Regions from separate parts of the Mus musculus genome. Here regions 1 and 2 are each linked to region 3. The links are chromatin contacts, called in public Hi-C and promoter capture Hi-C maps. All regions are on one chromosome and are shown on one strand. The core of a region is the stretch at or near the end of the contact, and the rest is flanking DNA. Distances in the headings are between cores, read along the strand shown. Region 1 holds the start of Dhx58 (DEXH (Asp-Glu-X-His) box polypeptide 58). Region 2 holds the start of Ifi35 (interferon-induced protein 35). Region 3 holds the start of Psmd3 (proteasome (prosome, macropain) 26S subunit, non-ATPase, 3).

Region 1 (3,943 bases), core at 759-3,258, 2.0 Mb after region 3:
TGGGAGTAGCAATTCTTTGGCGACATGATGTGGCACGTATCCAAATTCGCACAAAGCTAGAGGCAACAGAAAGGCATCATGGAAAGAGGAGTCAGGCAGAATTTGAGGGAGGCGGGGTCCTGGCTAAGGACAGAAAAGCCTGAGGCAGGGCCACTCCACTGGAAGTTAGGATTCATTTCAAAAAGTCTGAAGTGCGTCCCGGTGAGTGACTAATACTCTCGCATTGATGAGCGAGAGGAACTTAGATTCAAATGACCATGAAGAAACAATTGAAAATCAGCAAAGAGGGCTGGAGAGATGACTCAGAGGTTAAGAGCACTGGTTGCTTGCTCTTCCAGAGATCCTGAGTTTAAGTCTCAGCAACCACATGGTGGTTCATGACCATCTCATCTCATGAGATCTGGTGCCCTCTTCTGGCCTGTAGGCATACCTGCAGGCAGAACGCCGTACGCATGATAAAGAACGAAAGAAAAAGCAGTTCCCATTTTCATAGTTCCCAGGTCAAACAGCTTCCAGTTTATAGCACGAACGAACTCCGAAAATAATTAAAATTAGTTCTATGACAGAGTAGTGGGGATGGCCAGGGGAGACTGTGACAATGACAGGGCTGTTCACTGAATGGTGAAAACGAATCTGATGGAGGTTCAAAAGCAAGGGCATTTCCAGGCAAAAGGAATAGTAAGTTCAAAGGGTCCCACAAGCCTCATATGCTCAAGGTAGCGGAAGAGACGAGCATAGCCATAGTATGAAGAGTATATTTGGTAGGACTGGGAGGCAAGACAAGCAAAGATCTATGGTGGGAGGGGCTCAGCTGACCTGTAGGATGTGATCAATGGCCCCTTGGAGCTTGGTGGCCCCTCCAGTGCCTGGGGAGGCTGTGAGACCCAGGACCTGGGGGAGGGGCTCTGCCTTCTTCAGCTTCTGTTCTAGGTACCGGCTCAAGATGGTGTTGTAGACGGTGTCCTTGTGGGTGTGGTGACACTCGTCCACCACAATCAGCGAGAATTCTGGGGGCACATGAGAGACAGTGGACGGCTGCTGCTGCTGCTTCTTTCTCATAGCACTTTTGTGAAGCCCTCATTTTTCTCTGAAGTTTTCCTCTTCCCTTCCCTACTTTGGGCTGGGTCCCAGACAGGGAGCAGGTAGGAATGAAAGCGAGGCTGGGCTAGAGGAAGGAGGCTTGCTTGCCCAGGAGCACGTCCTGTGAGCAGGTCACGGCTTTCCCCCTCACCTCTGAGCTCTACGTGTTCATCCTCCTCAGAGCTGTTGAGTGCCAACTGTAACAACTCTGCCGTACAGATGAGCAGGTCGTGGCTCCGAGCCATCAGGCCAAAGCCAGCTCGGGATCCCATGTCCCCACTCAGGGTTGTTACAGTCCAGTGTTTATCCAGCATGCGCCTGAACTCCTCGGCGTGCTGGCTCACCAGGTGTACCTAGGAGTGAAGAGTAATGAAGAGAACTTGGATTGGGGTGGGGGGTGGAAAATGGCAGTTGTTGGGAGTTGGGGTGGGGGAAGGTGGGAGGAGCAAGATGTCAGGACCCAGCCATCTCCTGAACCAAGGAGAGGAGACCTGGCAGAGCGGTCGTCTAGAAGAGATGAGCTAAGAGACCCCACTTTGGGAAGGGCAGACCACTCACCCTATTGACCAGTACCACCACCTTGCCTCTGTCTACCGTCTCTAGATGCCTCTTGGCTACAAAGGCAGCTGCCCGGGTCTTCCCAGCACCCGTGGGCAGCCATATAATGATATTCTTGCCCTCCAGAGCAGGTAAGATCACTTCCCACTGGTAGGGTCGCAGCTCCATTCTGGAATGGCAGAGAGATCAGAACACGTACTGTCCCCTTCCTCCCAGCCAGCCCAGTAAGCTTCAGAGGCTGTTCTTAGCCAAGAACTCGTAGATAACTACCTGGAGCCTGCACTGGCCAGGATTAGGATGGGGTTTGGAAATGAATAGCAGCAGACTAGGCTGGTCTCTGCGGAGGTTTCTGGAGCTCTAGAAATGAAACTGAAACAAGGGGAGGAGCCAGCCAGAGCTGGAGCCCAACCCAGCCATCAAAAAAAAAAAAAAAAAAAAAAAAAAATTGAAGACTGGCAAGGGAGATGCTGACAGTCACTGCTCCTGGGTTCCCTATTTCCTCATCTGTTTTCAGTTGGCAGTAACCCTGTCCATCTGGGCTGAGCTTAAGGCCTGGAGGGGCTGACCTTGGCTGCCTGTTTCCTGGACCAGGAGTCAGGAAATAGGCAGGCATTAAGGACAAGCTCTTGCTCTCCCTTTGCAGGGGAGACAGGCTGGAAGTTATTGAAGCAGAGGAGGTGAGGGACGGCAGTCAGCCAGGTCCATCACCCCACTATATATTGCAGGGGTCAGTGGCACCAGTGTAGCCTGAAGTTAGGCTTTCAGGTTAGAAGAGTCAGGACTCGAGAAGCAAAGGTCAGCCTGCTAAGTCTAAAGCCGGACCCCCCCCCCAAAAAACAATCACACAGGGGAAAAAAAAAGCTTTATTGTTCCCTCCGAGGGATTAATGCCAAGGAATGAATGGTCCTCCTGCCCCCAATCCTGGAGGGACAGATAGACAACAGTGTAGGATAAGCCAAGGCCCCTCATGGTTCCTCCAGTCTGGGCTGTTTCCATGTGAAGGCTACTCACTGAATAGTCCTGGCCCTGGGAAACAGGCATGGGGACCAGGCTCAGGATGCTCAGCCTGCATGGCTCTATAAGGACCAACAGTTCATGCCCTGGCCACCAGACATTCTACAACGGGCTGGCCCCAGACCAGACGTCTCCCCAAGGTGGGATGCAAGGAAGGTGGAAAGAGAGCTGCTGGCTTGGGAGTGAGTGCCTGCTGGCCAGAAAGTCTGTAAGATCTGGGGTCCCTGGCTGGAGTTTCTCCAGCTGAGTCCGGGAGAGGGGGCCGGGAGCCCCCAAACGGATCTGAGGAGATGGAGGTGGATGTTGCGGATCCCAGCTGGGGGCTACTTGTCGATGAGCCCTCCCTCTTTGAGCTTGAAGTAGAAGAACTTCTCCAGGGCACTGGCGCAGCGACAGTATTCGCTGTCTGGGGGATTGTACTCCCGGCAGTTGGCGATGACCCGCTGCAGGTCAGCTACGAAGAGCTTCCGGGTCACATAGTAGCGACTGCGCAACCGTTCTGTCATGGTCTTCAGGTCTGGGTCACGAGAGAGAAGGCACATGACTTTAAGAGGTGAAGGGCTGTAACTGGGGCTGCCCACCATGGTACATGCAGACAGGAGTCAGGCTACCCTGTCAAGACTGGGGGCTTAGGCTGGGGAGTGAGTACAAGGGTCCTCACCAATGGGGAAACGGATAACCTCGTAGTAGTCAGGAGCCTCTGACTTCTTCACAGGTTCCATGAAGGGCCAGGCACTGGGGTGTGACTAGAGAGAAGAGAGGAGCTGAGGACAGGCCCAGTGTTCACCGCCCAACCGAAGACCGCCACCCACTTCAGTTACCGACAAGAAGACCTTGGCCTCCCACCTTGATCTGAGCCAGCAGGTTTTTGAGGGTCGTATATAGCTGATCAGGATCCTTAAGCTCCTTGCTGGAAATGACAGATACCGAGGCTGAGGTCTGGGTCCTTCTTGCCCTACTACACAAACACACACACACACAAACACGCACGCACACACGCCTCCATTCCTGTGGTCACTCCCCCTTGACTGAATGGACACTTACCCCTTCTCCTTTCCCAGTGGCTTCCAGCCTGTCTCTCCTGCAGAGGGGGAGAAAGCATCCCTCAGAATGCCTACCCATGCCCTGAGAATGCCCCCCTGCCCTCTCAGCCAAGGCCCCTGCTCACGAATGCCAGGGACGCTCTCCACCGGGATCTGCCTCACTCCCTCTTTGAAGCAGCTGAGTCCAGGGTAGACCTTGCGGATCTGTGCCTGTTTGCGCTCAATCAACTTCTTGATGATCTGAGGAA
Region 2 (3,488 bases), core at 754-3,253, 2.8 Mb after region 3:
TGATAGTGAAACCTTGCTGTGAAGCCACTCCCACCCCTTACCACATGGACACATTCAGAAAATACAAGTATGTGGATGGTACTCAGGCAGGCAGGTGGATCTCTGAGGCTGAGGCCAGCCAGTGTTGCATTGTGGCACCATCTCTGAAGCATAAGGGAACAACTTCAGGTGCTGGCTAGTGCAGGGTTAAGGAGTTTTGTCCAGGGTACTTTCTGTCTTGTCAGTGCTAAATGACTCAGTGAAAGATTCATTAAGAGAAATCCTGGGGGCTGGTGAGATGGCTCAGTGGGTAAGAGCACCCGACTGCTCTTACGAAGGTCCAGAGTTGAAATCCCAGCAACCACATGGTGGCTCACAACCATCCGTAACAAGATCTGACTCCCTCTTCTGGTGTGTCTGAAGACAGCTACAGTGTACTTACAAATAATAATAAATAAATCTTTAAAAAAAAAAAAGAAATCCTGAGGCTGGAGACACTGGTGGTTCAACAGTTCAGAACTCTGCACTTAGCCAGGCAAGGTGGCGCACGTCTTTAATCCCAGCACTCGGGAGGCAGAGGCAGGCGGATTTCTGAGTCCGAGGCCAGCCTGGTCTACAAAGTGAGTTTCAGGGCAGCCAGGCCTATACAGAGAAACCCTGTCTCGAAAAAAAAAAAAAAAAAAAGCACTGACTTCTTTCAGAGGCTCTGAGTTCAAATCCCAGCAACCACATGGTGGCTCACAACTATCTGTAATTAGAATCTGATTCACAACTCTGGTGTGTTTCTGAGGACGGCTACTGAGTGCTCATATAAATAAAAGGGGGCTGGTGAGATGGCTCAGTGGGTAAGAGCACCCGACTGCTCTTCCAAAGGTCCAGAGTTCAAATCCCAGCAACCACATGGTGGCTCACAACCATCCTTAATGAGATCTGATGCCCTCTTCTGGTGTGTCTGAAGACAGCTACAGTGTACTTACATATAATAAATAATAAATAAATCTTAAAAAAAAAAAAATAAATAAAAAATAAATAAATAAATAAATAAAAGGGCTTTTTAGTTGGGCTGGTGAGATGGCTCAGTGGATAAAAGCACTGACTGCGCCAGACAGTGGTGGCTCAACGCCATTAATCCCAGCACTTGGGAGGCAGAGGCAGGCGAGTTTCGGAGTTCCAGGCCAGCCTGGTCTACAAGACAGCATGGTTACAGGACAGCCAAGGCTACACAGATAAAACCCCTGTCTCGGAAACAATAAAACCAACAAAAAGCACTGACTGCTCTTCCGAAGGTCCTGAGTACAATTCCCAGCAACCACGTGGTGACTCGAAACCATCTGCAATGTGATCTGACTCCCTGGTCTGGAGTGTCTGATGACAGCTACAGTGTACTTACACATAATAAATAAATCTTTTTTAAAAGAAAAAGGTTACCAATAGCCATGTGGATACTGGGAGTTGAACCTGGGTCCTCTGGTACTCAACAGCTGAACCCTTTATATTTTGGGTTTTGGAGGTAGGATTTCTCTGTGTACCTGTGGCTGCCCTGAAAAATCACTCTGTAGACTAGGCTTGACTGGTCACAGAGATCCACCTGCCTCTTTGAACGCTGGCATCAAAGATGTGCCGCCGCCACTTGACTCACAGGTTTTTTTTGTTTTGTTTTTTTTTTTTGGTTTTTTGGAGACAGTTTCTCTGCATAGCCCTGGCTGTCCTGGAACTCACTTTGTAGACCAGGTTGGCCTCGAACTCAGAAATCCGCCTGCCTCTGCCTCCAGGGTGACTCACAGTTCTTTAATCACAGCTTTTTGGAGGCAAAAGCAGACAGATCTCAAGGGTGTGAAGCCAGCTAGAGCTGCAGTACTGAGAGCCTGTCTGTCTGGAAGTCTTAAAAATCCTACCATGGTTTATGCTAGAACTGGCTGCCTGGGAAAGTCTTCCCTTTGCGGTCCCAGGAGCACATGCCTGACTGGGTAGTTAGATTTGATGACTTGGAAGGCTCCGCCCAAGGGTGGGGCTGTATGCTCAGAAGCAGAATTCACAGAAATGAAAGTGGAAGTGAGGCCGGCAAGCAAGCAACAGCAGTGGAAGTGTGTTTCAGACGCTGCTGGAGGCTGAGGAGACCAGAGCCACCTCTGAGGGGTCAAAGAGTTTAGTCCTTCAGAACTCTTCACTGCCAACCCTGCTCTGAAGCCCCAGCTTCTGCCAGACGTGAGAGCCATGTCTGTGACCCTGCAAACTGTAAGTACGGGAGCAGGGGAGCATTTGTCGCATGTGGGGAGGGGCGGGAACACAGTGTTCTAGGCTTAGACCTGCTCGGCTCAAGCCTGCTAAGGGTGGAAGAGAAGTAGAGCGCTTAGGGTACCTTGGTCTGTGGATCTTGTCATTTACCTATTGTCAAAACCAGGACTCTGACACCTAAAGTAAGGACCTTGATCATTCTTTTTGGTTTTTCGAGACGGGGTTTCTCTGTTTAGCCCTGGCTGTCCTGGAACTCACTCTGGAGACCAGGCTGGCCTCGAACTCAGAAATCTGCCTGCCTGTGCCTCCCAAGTGCTGGGATTAAAGGTGTGCGCCACCACTGCCCGGCCTTGATCTTTCTTTATGTGGATGTATGCTTCAGGGTTGTAGAGAGCTGTAAGCATCAAAGGTTTCTGGCTATTCTAAACAGCAAAGGGAATACTCTGAGGTACTTCCCAGCCAAAAACTCCTCCCCTCAGAATGCCATGTCAACCTGACCATTGGTCCTCTCTGGGACAGGTGGTCTTTCTAAGTGCCTCTGACTGAGGCCACCTCAGATAGGCTAGGTTGAGCTGTGAAGTCTGCCTGCCAACAGCCAGTGAGGCCTCAGGAGGAAGCACAGTGGGCAGCCACCTTCGAGGAGGGATCCAATGCAGCTTGTCCTCAGCAGCTCTGCCTCCCCTTGTTAGTCTTCTGGCACGGAAAACTTCCATTTATCTCCCAGATACAATAAAAAAAGGGAGCGATTTGGAGCCAAATAAGGAAAAAGCAATATTGAAGAGCCAACCTGCCTGGTTTCAGATCCTAGTTTCTTCAGACATGTTGCACTGGACCAAACATTAGCTTTTCTAAAGTTGACAGTCTAATCCCTTCACTTACTATGTAGGGATATTACACTTCTTCACAAAGATACCTAGAGGGAAGGCTAGAGAGCTAGCTCAGTCTATAAACTGCTTACCTTAAGAGTATGAGAAGAGGGGCTGGAGAGATGGCTCAGTGGTTAAGAGCACTAAATGCTCTTCCAGAGGTCCTGAGTTCAATTCCCAGCAACCACATGTAATGGGATCCGATGCCCTCTTCTGATGTGCCTGAGAAAAGCAACAGTGTACTCACATACATAAAATAAACAAATCTTTAAAAAAAAAAAAAAAAAGCACGAGGAGAAATTCAGTACTTAAGAACTGAGATAACCAGGCTGGTGAGATGGCTCAGTGGTTAAGAGCACTGATTGCTCTACCGAAGGTCCTGAGTTCAAATCCCAGCAACCACATGGT
Region 3 (3,838 bases), core at 64-2,563:
TTATGCTTAGTAGTGGTGGCAAATGCTTGTAATTCCAGCATTTGGGAAGCAGAGTGAGTTCCCAGACATCCAGGGCAATACAGAAAAACCTTTAAAAAAAAAAAAAAAGCATTTATTTATGGGGGAGGGGAACTCGAGCCTCAGCATGCTTATGGAGGTCAGAGAAAAGCGTGAGACTCAGTTCTCTCCTTCTACCATGGGACCCAGGGATCAAACTCGTGTCTTCATACTTGGCAAGCACCTTTACTCACTTGAGCCATCTCACCACCCCCTCAACATTACTTTCTTTTTTTTTTCTTTTTTTGGAGACAGGGTCTTTTTGTGTAGTTCCCGCTGTCCTGGAGCTTGCTATGTAGACCAGGCTGGCCTTGAACTCAAAGATCTCCCTAGTGCTGAGATTAAAGTTGTGTACCACTGAGATTAAAATTATGTACCACACCTAGCCCTACATTACATTCTTGAGCTGGTGTTTGTTTGTTTGTTTACTTTTTCGGGAAAGGGTTTCTCCGTGTAGCCCTGGTGGTCCCGGAACTCACTCTGTAAACCATGCTGAGCCTCGAACTCACAGAAACCCACCCGTCTCTGCTTCCTGAGTGCTGGGATAAAAGGCATGCACCACCACGCTGGGCATGTTGGGTTTTTCAACAATCTTATATATACTGGCCCTGAGCAGTATACAACGTGGACTCCTATTATTAAATTTGACTAATTCTACACAAATACACACGACCCCCACATTCCCAGGCTGCAGAGAAGGTATGCCTTATACTCAGCATTATACAAAAATTTGACAAGGAAGTTCGGATGCCCTGGGGGTTGAGCTCAGTTTATCGAAAGCCAAACAGCCTAGCTACACGTCCACAAGCTCCTTTTCTTTCTGGTGCTGGAAGCATCTGGCGGGCGTTGAGAGCACGAGCCTGGCGGATTTCATTGGGGACCTGACCCGCGCAAACTGGGAGAGCTTGACCGGGGCGGGGGTTAGGGGGGTGGAGAGGAATCTGCCCGGCAACTCATGATGTCATCCCCATCTGAGCTCCGATAGGTCCTACCCACTTACATGTTAGAGTCTGTTGTAGCCCAGCTTGGAGTCTAAAGTGACCTCTCGCGGACATCCAAAGATGTACACTAGAGAGGAAGATAAAATCACCACTCTCAGGTCCCACAAATTCCTGCAGACTCCTCCCAGTTCCTAGAAGGTCCGCCTTCATCGTTTCTTGAAGACTCCTCCCACTTCCTAGAAGATCCGCCTTCATCGTGCACCTCGGCTGTTGATTTATTTTCCCTCCCTGGACTCGGCCATCTGCTCGCCATGCCTGGCATTTCCCAGAAGCCCCAGCGCCGGGAAGGAGTTTGCAGCTGCTCGGTCATCGTGCGGCCCGACGCGAGCCCGCGCTGGTGTGCAGGCCCGGCTCTGTGCCTGGTCTCTGGTGTGAGGGTTTACGCGAGGCCCCTGCTTCGGTCCCCGGACTAGGCCTCGACCCCGGGCGCCATGAAGCAGGAGGGCTCGGCGCGGCGCCGAGGCGCCGACAAGGCAAAGCCGCCGCCGGGAGGGGAACAAGAACCGCCGCCACCGGCCCCCCAGGATGTGGAGATGAAAGAGGAGGCAGCAGCTGGGAGCGGCTCCACGGGGGAGGGAGACGGCAAGGCAGCTGCGACCGAGCACTCCCAGAGAGAGCTGGACACTGTCACCTTAGAAGGTACGGGAGCCCACGTCGGGGTCGTGCCGCGATCACCGGTGACAGCGGCCAGGGTGATGCGACTTCTTGCTGGGACCTCTGCGTAGCCTCCACCTACCTTGGTTCCTTCGGTCAATGGAGCTGGGGTCAGAAGTGCCCGCCCAACCACCCTGACTCCCTCGACCCCAGCCGATGACCGAACCTGTTCTCCAGTCTGCGGACTGCTCTCCTCCTCTGGGGTTGCATCTTAGTCTCACCGAGCCTTTTCTTCAGTCCTTCCCAGTGATCTACTCCATCCGACCGATTCTAGCGCCTGTTATTGCTATGTAGAAAGTAGCATTTGTATTTGTGTCTAGAGAAACCAGGGTAACAGATTACACTAGCCTCTTAGTTTAAGAGTTTATAAAAATGGGTTCTGTAGCTCTAGGCTCCTTTAGCAAACTCCCTCGGAGAGCCATTTCTACCTTCTGCCTTCCTTCTGTAGTTGAAGCATCTAAACTAAAAGTCCCGGTGCACTTTTCCACTCTCTTAAGGACCTTACCCCTCCTTTCCTAAAGAGTTCAAGCACACGCACGCTTTTACTTCTGAATCAGACCCCCTCCCCCCCCACCCCTGCCTTCTTTCTCTTTTAGTTTATAATGCCTACCTGTGGCCCCGACTCCTATAAGCCAACACCAGAGACCCGTTCTCAGGCTCCTATTGTCCCCTTGTCCCGCTTAAGTTGCTCTTTTACTTTTTCCACTTAGTATATCTTGTCCATGTGCGCGCGATGAGACTTTTCCGGGTGATCTGTAGTTTTTTCTCTCTGTGTGTGTGTGTGTGTGTGTGTGTGTGTGTGTGTGTCTCAACTGCACGAGAAACTACTTTAAAACATGGTGATAGGCCAAGTCATGCCCTGAGTTGTACTTTTGAGTGTAAGTATGTATAGACTGCATCAACTCCCATTCTAAACTTGGTAACAAGATCTGTATACAGTAAAGGTCTTCTTTCCTGAAATAAAAGTTTCCAGTGGCAGAAATGTCACTCAGCATCGTGAAATATTTCATGGTTTGTATTCACTGTAGAAATTCTGGAACATGTGAGCATTTTAAAGCAACAGGGAGAAACTTTTAACCAGAGTTGACATATTTCCTCGTGTATTTTCAAACTGCTCCATAATTGAAATCACTTAAGTATTCAATTTGGATCAGGGCATTCGTATGTAAAGATATTGTCATTTTCTTTTTGTTGTCTTCATTTAATACATCCATGAACATAGGGTTCAACTTATGCAAGAAGCATTTGTTGACTACTTAGTATAGTGATGGAGATTATATAAAGTCCAGAATCCGTTTCCCTGTTTGTGTGGGTGAATTAATAGCATTAGCTGTTTTGTTTGGGTTATTGTGAACATGGGAGCTCATGAGCTGTGCTAGCACATGATAGAAATACATGGTGGGCCCTCCATACATAGTCGCTGTAACTGTAGCAGTTACTGTCACACGCGAAGCACCCGTTGTTAAGTGGGCAGTGAGACTCAGAGCATTCTCTTAACTGCTGCACATCTAAGTTCTTCTTTTTTCTCATTTCTTGCTCTTTTAAGTAGTTTTGCAGTCCTCACTATTCCAAAGTTTTCAATCTACTTTTGTAACTACTTAAATATGGCTTCCCAGAATTTGTATACCTAAGTCAAAAAGGGTAAACATGTTTGAATTTCAGTGTGTGTGTATGTGAGTGTGAGTATCTTATCTGCATGTTTGTAAATGCACCACCTGTGTGCAGTGCCCACCAAGGCCAAAAGAGGTCATCTGATCCCCTGGGACTCTAGTTATGGGCAAGTGTGAGCCACCATGTGGGTGCTGGGAGCGGGGCCTCTGGACAGAGTGGCTGATACTCTTAACCACTGAGCCATCTCCTTACACCCCAGTTCTAAAGTTTTTTATATTGTCCTAAAAAATCTGACTTACAAATAAATGTTCTTTTCCCTACTGTTTAGGTTGCCACTCTTTTAAATATTGCTAATTTATGAGTATAAAAATGGTTCTGTTTTTAGATTTTTGAATGCCACCAAAGCACAGTCCTCCTGTCTTTAGGCGCGTTGCCATCCCTGGTTGTGTCCACGTCCACTTTTGTTCTGAAGTTATGGCAGTAGTTTCTCTTACCTGGTTACAGAAACTCTTTGT

The links. Promoter capture Hi-C pulls out the DNA fragments that hold promoters and counts their contacts. Hi-C and Micro-C count contacts between places; a contact is called where the count stands out from the background.
Region 1: a Hi-C map of B cells shows a contact between it and region 3, with 6 read pairs. The contact joins the promoter of Dhx58 here to the promoter of Psmd3 in region 3. A contact is called at or near these places in 1 of 484 Hi-C or Micro-C datasets (B cells) and 1 of 115 datasets of contacts at active chromatin or transcription factors (astrocytes).
Region 2: a contact with region 3 is called in a promoter capture Hi-C map of embryonic stem cells, with 3 times the contacts expected there. The contact joins the promoter of Ifi35 here to the promoter of Psmd3 in region 3. A contact is called at or near these places in 1 of 39 promoter capture datasets (embryonic stem cells) and 1 of 115 datasets of contacts at active chromatin or transcription factors (astrocytes).

The regions. Positions count from the first base shown.
Region 1 is chr11:100,702,263-100,706,205 of GRCm38.p6, forward strand. It overlaps Dhx58 (DEXH (Asp-Glu-X-His) box polypeptide 58), which reads right to left and starts at 2,009. Exons shown (of 13, transcript NM_030150.2): 1 at 1,909-2,009; 2 at 1,639-1,807; 3 at 1,232-1,433; 4 at 817-1,007; 5 at 1-56. The coding sequence starts at 1,806. Kat2a (K(lysine) acetyltransferase 2A) reads right to left here. Exons shown (of 18, transcript NM_001038010.2): 14 at 3,821-3,935; 15 at 3,697-3,733; 16 at 3,499-3,562; 17 at 3,314-3,398; 18 at 2,484-3,169. The coding sequence ends at 2,976.
Region 2 is chr11:101,446,409-101,449,896 of GRCm38.p6, forward strand. Ifi35 (interferon-induced protein 35) reads left to right here and starts at 2,004. Exons shown (of 7, transcript NM_027320.4): 1 at 2,004-2,214. The coding sequence starts at 2,194.
Region 3 is chr11:98,681,241-98,685,078 of GRCm38.p6, forward strand. Psmd3 (proteasome (prosome, macropain) 26S subunit, non-ATPase, 3) reads left to right here and starts at 1,314. Exons shown (of 12, transcript NM_009439.1): 1 at 1,314-1,697. The coding sequence starts at 1,490.